Linked DNA regions of Acanthopagrus latus: region 1 is linked to region 2. A link is a contact called in public Hi-C data. All regions are on one chromosome and are shown on one strand. Each heading gives the region's core, a stretch centred on a gene start, on an enhancer-like site or on the middle of the called end of the contact. The rest is flanking DNA. Distances are from core to core; before and after follow the strand shown. Region 1 holds the start of LOC119017309 (gastrula zinc finger protein XlCGF8.2DB-like). Region 2 holds the start of LOC119017305 (zinc finger protein OZF-like).

Region 1 (4,539 bases), core at 1,061-3,560, 560 kb after region 2:
TTTACTACATGCAATTGCTTGATTCTCATGTTTCATGGTGTTCTTTTCAGTCTCACTGCTCTATTTTTTTCTTTTATAGCCTCCATTTGCGAGCATTTCCTTGTGTACACAGTATCAATTGCAGCGTTATATTGTGAAATTAAAGGGGCAAGACTTCCAGATATGAACATTCAATAATGACTTAAGACTGTCAACTGAAGGTGAATACATTCAAGTGTTTATATTATGACATCTATGTAGGATGTAGTGTTATCTACTACTACTACTACTACTAGTTATCTACTAAAGTTAGCATGCTAACAGCTAGCCCTGATCGGTCCTGGTCCAAAGCTCCAGTGCTGATGGCTTAACACCGACTCGATTCTGTTGGTATGAGCTCCCAGTCTGGACCACTGCGTCAGTAGAATAAAGTTAAAAGATAAGTAGTTATCAATTGACAATAATTGCTGTGTTAAATAATAACCAAGTGTGATGAAATTGTGATAGATGGTTGAAATATGTGTTATTCTGCACCAGTTCACTGAATGTACACATTTAAGTCGAATCACTGTATTGTAGATGCTGTGAGTGTGAAATGTAAAGATACAACACTTCTACTTTATACAGCACTTCAACTTCATACAACAGCAGCTAGAGTTTGCAGCAGTTAGCTGTAACTATGGTGATACACTGACCCCTGTATTTAACAGCTTCAACATCTGGCCAGTTCTCACATACTGCACCTTTAAAGTTGATGATTGTCGCACCACCACATACGTTTGTTCATCAATGTTAAATTCTAATGTAGTTAAAAGAATATTTGTAGTTCATATCTAGTTTCATGTCTGTCAGGACATTTTTTGAACTAAGTGTTTATCAACAAAAACAGACATTTTTCAAGAGACTTTGTAACTGATAATTACAATTCATCGTCTACTTCATATAGTCGAAGCCGGAGGCATTATCTCTGATCGCTACTTAAAGAAGTTATCTAAAACCTGAAGATCAATTCAAACCAGACAGAGAGGCAGTGAGGAGAAGCCAGGACAGGAGTGATGCATTCTGTATGAGCTGGAGGCAGGAGAGAGACTTTTGATGCAGGAGGGAGTTTCAGAAGGTCTGATGATGTTGTGCTGGTATTCACTGGACGGCAGCAGAGTCTTACTGAACTACATACAGCAACAGGAAGCCGACTTTCCACTTTATAATGAACATTTCTGCTGATTGTTGTGATGGTTTTTAGTTTCTGAGCTGTTCTGTTAAATTATTTCAACATCTGAATTATCTGTTGCTGTTCCACAGAGTTAATGACGCTTAATAATAAACCTCCGGAAGCTGTTACATAAGGATCAACTGTGTTGGACCTTTACGTGTTTCCCCCTGGACTCATTTCCTGTCACACAAGGATGCAAAGCTAAGTTAGCGTGGCTTGCTGCTTTTAAAACAAAGAGTCCTAAAGGAACACGGCCACAAATAGTCAGTGTAGAAATGTGAGAATGATCCTGAATCAGTTTGAAGGATTCATGAACATTTTTACTGATGGATAAAGGATCCTGTCTTTATCTGTATTTTCAGCTGAACTGTCAATGTTTATAGACAGATGTTTATAGCATTTTAACTTTGCATTAGGGGAGAAATCAGACTCATCTGGGAGGGCAGAATTAAAATGTTGCACTCTGCTGGATTATATGAGAAAATGTAGTTAAGTAGTTCTGGTTATGACCGGTGGAGGGCAGCATGACACTGGATATCGTTCAGCCTGCCGGAAGTTCAGAAGAAGAAGAATCCGAAAGGACGTTAGCGTGGCTTCCTGTTTCCAGGATATAGACGGAGAAAGTTCGTCAGAGCAGTTGACTGTTTTACACGGAGTCCAAATGTCCGAACAGATTCTGAGTCGATCAGTTTATCTGAACATGTCGAACATCTGAATTATCTCCTGGTGTCCGACGAGCCTGAAGAAGTTAAGAAACTAAGTTAGCTCGCTTGCGGGAAATAGACGGAGCCGAGCGGACTGTAAACACAGCGCACATCAGAGTGAGCAGACAGTTTTTAACGGAGTGTTTCTGGAGGGAAAGTTCGTGTGAGTCAGTGAAAATGTCTAAAGTCCAAACGCTGAGAGTTGTTGTGAAGCAGCGACTAACTGCGGCTGCTGAAGAGATATTTGAGCTGTTTGAAAGAACGATAGCAGAGTACGAGGAGGAACTGTGTCGACACCGGAAACTACTGGACGCTGTTTTCCAGCCTCAGGTCCAGTTACACAGAACAGGTCGGTTCTGATTACTTCTTATTCCCACTTTACACTTTATTACTTCTTTGTTGTCACACTCACAGCAGACATAGTACTGCTGGCCCTGCGATTTCCGCGTTCACGGAGTCGTGGAATCTATTTTTAAAAGCTAAATTGTGGAAGAGGAACGTACGTCTGAGGGAAACTGCAGGGAGGGAAGCAAAACTGGGTGGCACAACAAGCCCCCTCCACACACTGAGCCCCCCCTTCAAAACAATGTAAGCATGGCTCACGGCTCTGTGTCCATCGGCGAAAACACCGAGGAAGTCGACACTGACCCCTCAGTACAGAGCCGAGCAGATTTCTGTGTGAAGTTTTGTTTTGCAAATTCTGCCAAAACTCGACTGACTGGAAGCGTAAAAATACGTGCAGTGACCACGTACTGTCCAAAAGCCATGTGACCTGGAGGTCTGTCCAGGTGGACAGATTGGAAGTGGGAGACGGGGTGGGGGTGCCATGCAGCAAAGGTCCTCCAGCCGGGATTTGAACCAGCGCCCTCTGTGTATGTGGCACATGCTCTGAGCACTCAGCTACCTGTGCACCCGACTGACCCTCTTTTATAACGTGTTACACGTCGTGCAAAATGTCTCCACACATTTAAGAAAGTAGCAGTGCTGGTGGTGGAAATGTTAACAGGAAATCTTTCTTCTTCACAGACGTCCAGCAGCTGCTGGGGAGAGAAGAAGAGGATCCTCCTGAGCAGCAGGAGAGGAGCTCCAGTCTGGACCAGGAGGAACCAGAACCCCCACACATTAAAGAGGAACAGGAGGAACTCTGGACCCGTCAGGAGGGAGAGCAGCTTCCAGGGCTGGAGGAGGCTGATATCAAGGTCACATTCAGTCCTGTCCCTGTGAAGAGTGAAGAAGATGATGATGAGGAACCTCAGTCCTCACAGCTTCATCAGAGACAGACTGAACAGATGGAGACAGACGCTGATGGAGAGGACTGTGGAGGACCAGAACCAGACAGGACCTCAGATCCAGATGGATATTTAAAACCTGTTACTGATAATGAGACGTCACGCTTCTCTGAACCCGAACGAGAGACTGTAACACGACTCAGCTGCTCAGTTTGTAAAAAAACGTTTTCAAGCAGATCTAATGTTGTGACGCACATGAGAATCCACACAGGGGAGAAACCGTTCAGTTGCTCAGTTTGTGGTAAAAGATTTTCACAAAGATCACATCAGAATCGACACATGATCATCCACACAAGTGAGAAACTGTTCAGTTGTCCTCTCTGTGGCATGAAATTCAGACAACGGTCAAATTTGACAGCACACTTACAAGTTCATGGAGTAGAAAAACCGTACACCTGCTCCGTTTGTAAAGCAAGTTTCACTCGCAGAGACGGTTTGAACGTACACATGAGAAGCCACAGTGGAGAGAAACCCTTTAGTTGTTCAGTTTGCGGTAAAAGTTTTGGAGATAGGTCAACAGTCATGGCTCATATGAATAGTCACACAGGGGAGAAAATATACAGTTGTTCAGTTTGTTGTAGAACATTTGCACGACACGGAACTCTGAGACGACACATGGCTACACACACACAGGAGAAACGATACAGCTGCAGCGCTTGTAACAAAAGTTTCACTCGACTTTATACTATTAAAATACACAAGTGTGTTGGTCAGAGAAGTCAAAATACATGAAGTGACAGAGATGTTGGTCGGTCCAACTTTTGACTGACTGATGTCTGTGTTCGTCATTCTTACTAAACTTGACGTTTTCAAACTGTTTCCACTGAGAGAGTTTTGAGTTTATTGTCAGTTTTCTTGTTTAGATATGACTGTTAATCCTCTAGAAACAACACAGTTATATTCAGGGGTGGACCAATGCGGCTTTTTCAGATCTGATATCCATTATTAGAAATGAAAAAGACTGAAGAGACTGAAAACTGATATTTGGGACTTCTGTTCATTTGCAGTAAAAATGGAAAATCTTTGTCTCCAAATTTTAACCAACCAGTGATAAAATAAACCAAAGTACAATTTGCTCAAGTTCTGCTCTAGAATACAGTTTTCAGATATTTGAGTATTATCTATTTTCAACTACTTCATAATTCCTCTCTAACTACAATTATTTAATAACTTCTCTCATTTTGCAAGTTCTAACTTCCCAACAGCAGCTAGAGTTTGCAGCAGTTAGCTGTAACTCTGGTGATACACTGACCCCTGTATTTAACAGCTTCAACATCTGGCCAGTTCACATACTGCACCTTTAAAGTTGACGATTATCGCTCCATGTATGTTTGTTCATCATTGCTTTTGAATT
Region 2 (4,873 bases), core at 2,101-4,600:
TCCCATTTCATAATCTGCAGCTCAGATCTGACGAAACACGCTCAATGAATACGAACGAACGATTAAACAGAACAATTAAACACGTTGTTTGTGTTTCTGGTCAAATCTGACAAACAGAAAACTAAAAAATAAATGTTCATTTATCAATGAACATTTATTTTACATAAATATCAACTCAGTACATCTGAAGCAGTGAAAGTGAAGTCGCTGGTCAGCAACACGTTAATCAACAAGTCTGCCTGGAATTAGTCAATTCAACAATGTGTTTTCATCGGATGTATGGATCCCTCGTCATATATCACACAGTCGTATGTGATATAAACTGAAACTGCACAATAACTCGCAAAATAACAGAAATCACAATATGCTGGTCAGAACTGCTTCTGCTTCTGCTGCGTCTTGCTTTGCTCAGTCTGCTGGTTTCAAATCATTAAACACACACAAGTATCGTGATCATATTCGGCTGAAGTGCAGAGATCACCACACTCATCTTATATTCATTTACGACTGAGGTGAGATTTAAGATATTGTCTCTGATGTTGGCTGCAGCTCATCAGCCAATCAGCTGGTGCTGCTGCTCTTACCGACACACTTGTGGCTTTTGACCTGCGACTGCCATGTGAACCTTCGGTCACAAACGCTGCAGCTGAACTGTTTCTGCCCCGTGTGCACGGAGAAGTGGTATGTCAGGTTTGCTTTTTGAGAGAAGCTTTTGTCACACACTGGACAGCTGTATGGTTTCTCTCCTGTGTGGACCGTCATGTGTTTCTTCAGACCTCCTTTTTGAGTGAAGCTTTTGTCACAATACAAGCAGCTGAACGGTTTCTCCCCAGTGTGGATTCTCATGTGATTCACCAGAGCGCTGCGCACCGCAAAGCTGGTCTCACAGAACGAGCAGCTGAAAGGTTTTTCTCCAGAGTGACATCTCATGTGTCGGATCAAATTTGGCCTCTGAGAGAATCTTTTCCCACATATGGAGCAGCTGTAAGGTTTCTCTCCCGTGTGAAACCTCATGTGTCTTCGCAGACTGTCCTTACGACCAAACTTCCTCCCACACTCGCAGCAGACGAAGGACTTTTTCACGGGCTCACATTTGGCTTCACTCTCAGTGACGTCCACAGAGTTCAAACCTGACGGAGCTTCTGTGCTGTCCTCACACTCGTCATCACTGACCTCAGTCTCAGGTTCAGGAGAGTTTGACGACTTCTCACAAACCCGATTTACAAGTTGGTCTGGATCACAGTTCTTGGCTGATTCTGGTCCTCCACAGTTCTCTCCATTGGCTTCTGTCTCCATCGGTTCAGTTTGTCTTTGTTGAAGCTGTGAGGACTCGGGTTTCTCTTCATCTTCCTCCTTCACCTCACTCAGCCCTGGAAGCTGCTCTCCCTCCTGATTGGTCCAGAGTTCCTCCTGTTCCTCTTTAATGTGTGGGGGTTCTGGTTCCTCCTGGTCCAGACTCGAGCTCCACTCCTGCTGCTCAGGTAGAACCTCTTCTTTACTCACCGACAGCTGCTGGACGTCTGCAGGAAACAGAAATATAAGAAAAGTTTCACCAAAGCTGGACGTGATGACCTCATCACAGGGAAAATGTTCTTCAGTTTGCTTCCTGCTTATTTCTGCTGTTCGTTAATAGTTTAAAACTCAGATCAGCTGTAACGACCTCCACAGGATCAGACGTCCCTGCCAACGCTTTTACAATTCACTAAAGTAGTGAGGTTGAACGGCCCTGTTACGTGTGGCCAGGTTAGTGCCCTGTGTGTGTGTGTCCTGTCTCCGCCCTGCTCTGCCTTCCTGAGCTCAGGTGTCCTGAGCAGGTAAAAGGAGGCAGTATCAGGGCGTCGCTCTCTCTCTCTCTCTCTCTCATTACAGGTATGTTGCAGGAGGAGGGAGGTTGCGCTGCCTCACAGTCTTTTGCTATTTTGTTTCTACTTCGTTGTTGATTTGAGTTTGGGTTCAGTTCCCTGGCCTGTTAGAGCACCAGGGCTTTGTTGTTTTAATTTGGGTTTGAGTTCCTGGTAGTCCTGTTTTCGTATCTTTTTGTTTTCTTTCTCTAAGTAGGTTTAGTATCTGATTAGGCAGCTTTAGTTGGGAGGATTCCCCAGATGCGACGGTCATGGCTGGTCTGGGGTCTCCTCTCTCTTTTTTTTCAGTTTGGCCAGGAACTCTTGCCCTTTTTCTTTTGTTAAATAAAAACCTTTAACTTGACTGTGTTGTCGGCGTCCTTTATATGTTACTGGCCTCTTTTGTTCGAGTCTTTGGTTGTGTTTAGTTTGGGGCCGTAACAGGCCCAGTGTTGACCAGAACCACTGGAGTCGGTCACAGCGTCCTACAGTTTGGCTGCTGTGGTCCAATGAATGTAAGAAGAGAAGAACCTCTCTGACATCTTCAGAACCTCTCTGAGTGAGGCTGTTGGCCCAACAGACCTCGAGGCCACCAACATCATACCGGTACCAAACAAGACATCCCCGTCCCGCTTCAATGTCACTGGCCCGTCTACTGACTCATGAAGTGCTCTGAAGGGTTCTACATGAGACCCGCCTCCCTCCATGGACCTGCTCAGTCTGCATATCGGCCGATTTCCTCAGACCTCCACTTTCATCAACAACAACATGGAGACGAACTACTGGAGAACACCACCCAGCACCTACCAACACCACCCAGCACCTACCAACACCACCCAGCACCTACCAACACCACCCGGTGTGCTGTGGAGACGGTGAGCAGCTCCTTTCCTGGAACAACAACACGCCTCTCTGGATATTTACTGTGTATAAACACTGACAAACACTTCCGGTGTGTTCTGGTGTCACAGTTAAATGTGCTCGGCCTGTCACCTGCTACTCCTTAGCAGGAGCTAGCTGCGGCTAACATGCTGTGTACGTATGGTGTAGCAAACGTTAGCTTAGCACAGCCCCTTGACTCGATCACTTCGTGCTTGTAACAGAATGAACAGAACCTACCTGTTCTCCCCTGCTTCACTTCAGGTGTCAGAACCTCGTCCAGCAGTTTGCGGTGGCGTCGGTTCATCTCCCGCTCGTACTCCGTGATGGTTCTCTCAACATGGCCGAAGATCTCCTCCAGCGCCGCGGAGAGCCGCCGGCTGACGAACTGCTTCAGACCCTGAAGACCGGACATCTTAGACCACCGTGAGGCGGGGCGGAGCCGGGATGTGGCCGGGAGAGAGCCGGGAAAGTGCCGGGAGTGAGCCGGCCTGTCGCTCCGGTTCACTCTGACTGTAGCGTGAAGACGAGACGCTACTGCAGCTGCAGGAAACACGTCACACCAGCGATAATCTCCGGGTCACGTTTCAAAAATAAAAGCTTCTCTTTCTCCTTCGTCGTCATATTGTAATGATTTCACCTGAATGTATTATATAAACATGCCTCACAGAGAAGACGACACATCAGATGAAACATTGACTTTAATATTCTTTATACTGTCTTATTTTTTGCTATTTTTTTTTATCATAAAGTGTTTATTTGTATTTTAATATTTAAAATAAAGATAGTTGTATCTTTTTATTTATTTCCCTCTTTATTCTCAGTTATTATTACAATGAGTTATATTATTATATTAATTTGTTTCTTTGAGACGTCAAATAAATAAATGTTAGAAATCATCAATCATCAATACACACACACTAACACACACACCATCTCAATATCAATACTTTTGTTGATTTAATAATAATAATAATAATAATAATAATAATAATAATAAAGTAAATCTCATTAGACGAACAGGACAGTTTGATGATGCCTTCAGGCGTCACCGTAAACCACATGTTCACACTTTGAGGTCGACACGATCGTTTCTGTGACAAAGAGAGTTCATGTCAGATGATGTGGGTTCTACAGAACTGATCTAAAACATGAGTCAGAACCATCAGCTGACTCACATCTGTTCACCTCTGTGAAAAAGTTCTGCTGGTATAGTTACAACTGCTCTTATTCTAACAGTTTCAGCCTCAGCGGAGAAACTCAGGCTGAACTCTGTCCAGAACCGGATCAGAAGTTTCTTCATAACTATTTGAAGATGAACAGAGTTTCAGTTCTGACTTTCAGCTGAGGATCTTGGTTCTGGTTCACGATATGTTCTTATGTTCACTTTACAGATAATGAATAATTAAATAAATTATTTATTTTGCATTAAATCACATTAAAATTAATTATAGAAATAAAAGGTACATTTTACTGTATGAATGATATTAAAAAATAAACAGCTGAATAACAAAAACATGGCGTCAATAAATTCTTATTTCAAGAACCGTGATTTTACAATAAAAATGGAGAAATGAGGAAACAACATTAAACAGATTTGTTCAATTTCCAAGTTTGGTTTACAAATAAAAATACATGTCACAAAAATGATTCGACTGCATAACTGAGTTAAAGGATGAAGATGGAAAAGAGTCTCACTGTCGTCAAGAAGACGAAACACAAAAAGTCAGGAGGAAACAGAACTGATAGAAGTTCAGTGGGTAACTTCACATTCAGGAGCTCCAACAGAGCAACGAGTCAACTTCTGTCACAGTTATAGAATCTAATATTTATTATTATAAAGTATGAAAAATACATTTATGTTTTATCAAATGTAGATCAAAAAACAACACAGACCTTTTTGGTTTCTGTTGATCAAATTTTTGAATTTTAAACAAAAATCAAATTATTGCTGTTATTGTGTCTTGAACTCAGGTCTGAGATATTTAGTTTGATGTTTATCTGCTGCTTCCAGTGCTGACTGGCTGCTGCTCGTGCATGGAACCAATCAGAGAGCACTGTGGGCGGGACCTTCAGGGAGCTCAAGATTCCTAAACTCATTTCTCTTTGTGACAATCAGATAAAACAAAAAGAATAATTATAAAGCTGTTGAC

What was found. Hi-C and Micro-C count contacts between places; a contact is called where the count stands out from the background.
Region 1: a Hi-C map of muscle shows a contact between it and region 2, with 2.9 times the contacts expected there. The contact joins the promoter of LOC119017309 here to the promoter of LOC119017305 in region 2. A contact is called at or near these places in 2 of 4 Hi-C or Micro-C datasets (liver and muscle).

The regions. Positions count from the first base shown.
Region 1 is chr3:883,927-888,465 of fAcaLat1.1, forward strand. LOC119017309 (gastrula zinc finger protein XlCGF8.2DB-like) reads left to right here and starts at 2,311. Exons shown (of 2, transcript XM_037093954.1): 1 at 2,311-2,768; 2 at 2,923-4,539. The coding sequence starts at 2,723. The coding sequence ends at 3,917. All of the region lies in intron 1 of LOC119017301 (zinc finger protein 501-like), which reads right to left. It overlaps LOC119017287 (zinc finger protein 771-like), which reads left to right. Exons shown (of 5, transcript XM_037093911.1): 5 at 1-1,260. The region is part of intron 1 of LOC119017285 (zinc finger protein 771-like); the gene reads left to right.
Region 2 is chr3:320,046-324,918 of fAcaLat1.1, forward strand. LOC119017305 (zinc finger protein OZF-like) reads right to left here and starts at 3,351. Exons shown (of 2, transcript XM_037093948.1): 1 at 2,961-3,351; 2 at 119-1,520. The coding sequence starts at 3,135. The coding sequence ends at 562. The region is part of intron 2 of LOC119017297 (gastrula zinc finger protein XlCGF8.2DB-like); the gene reads right to left.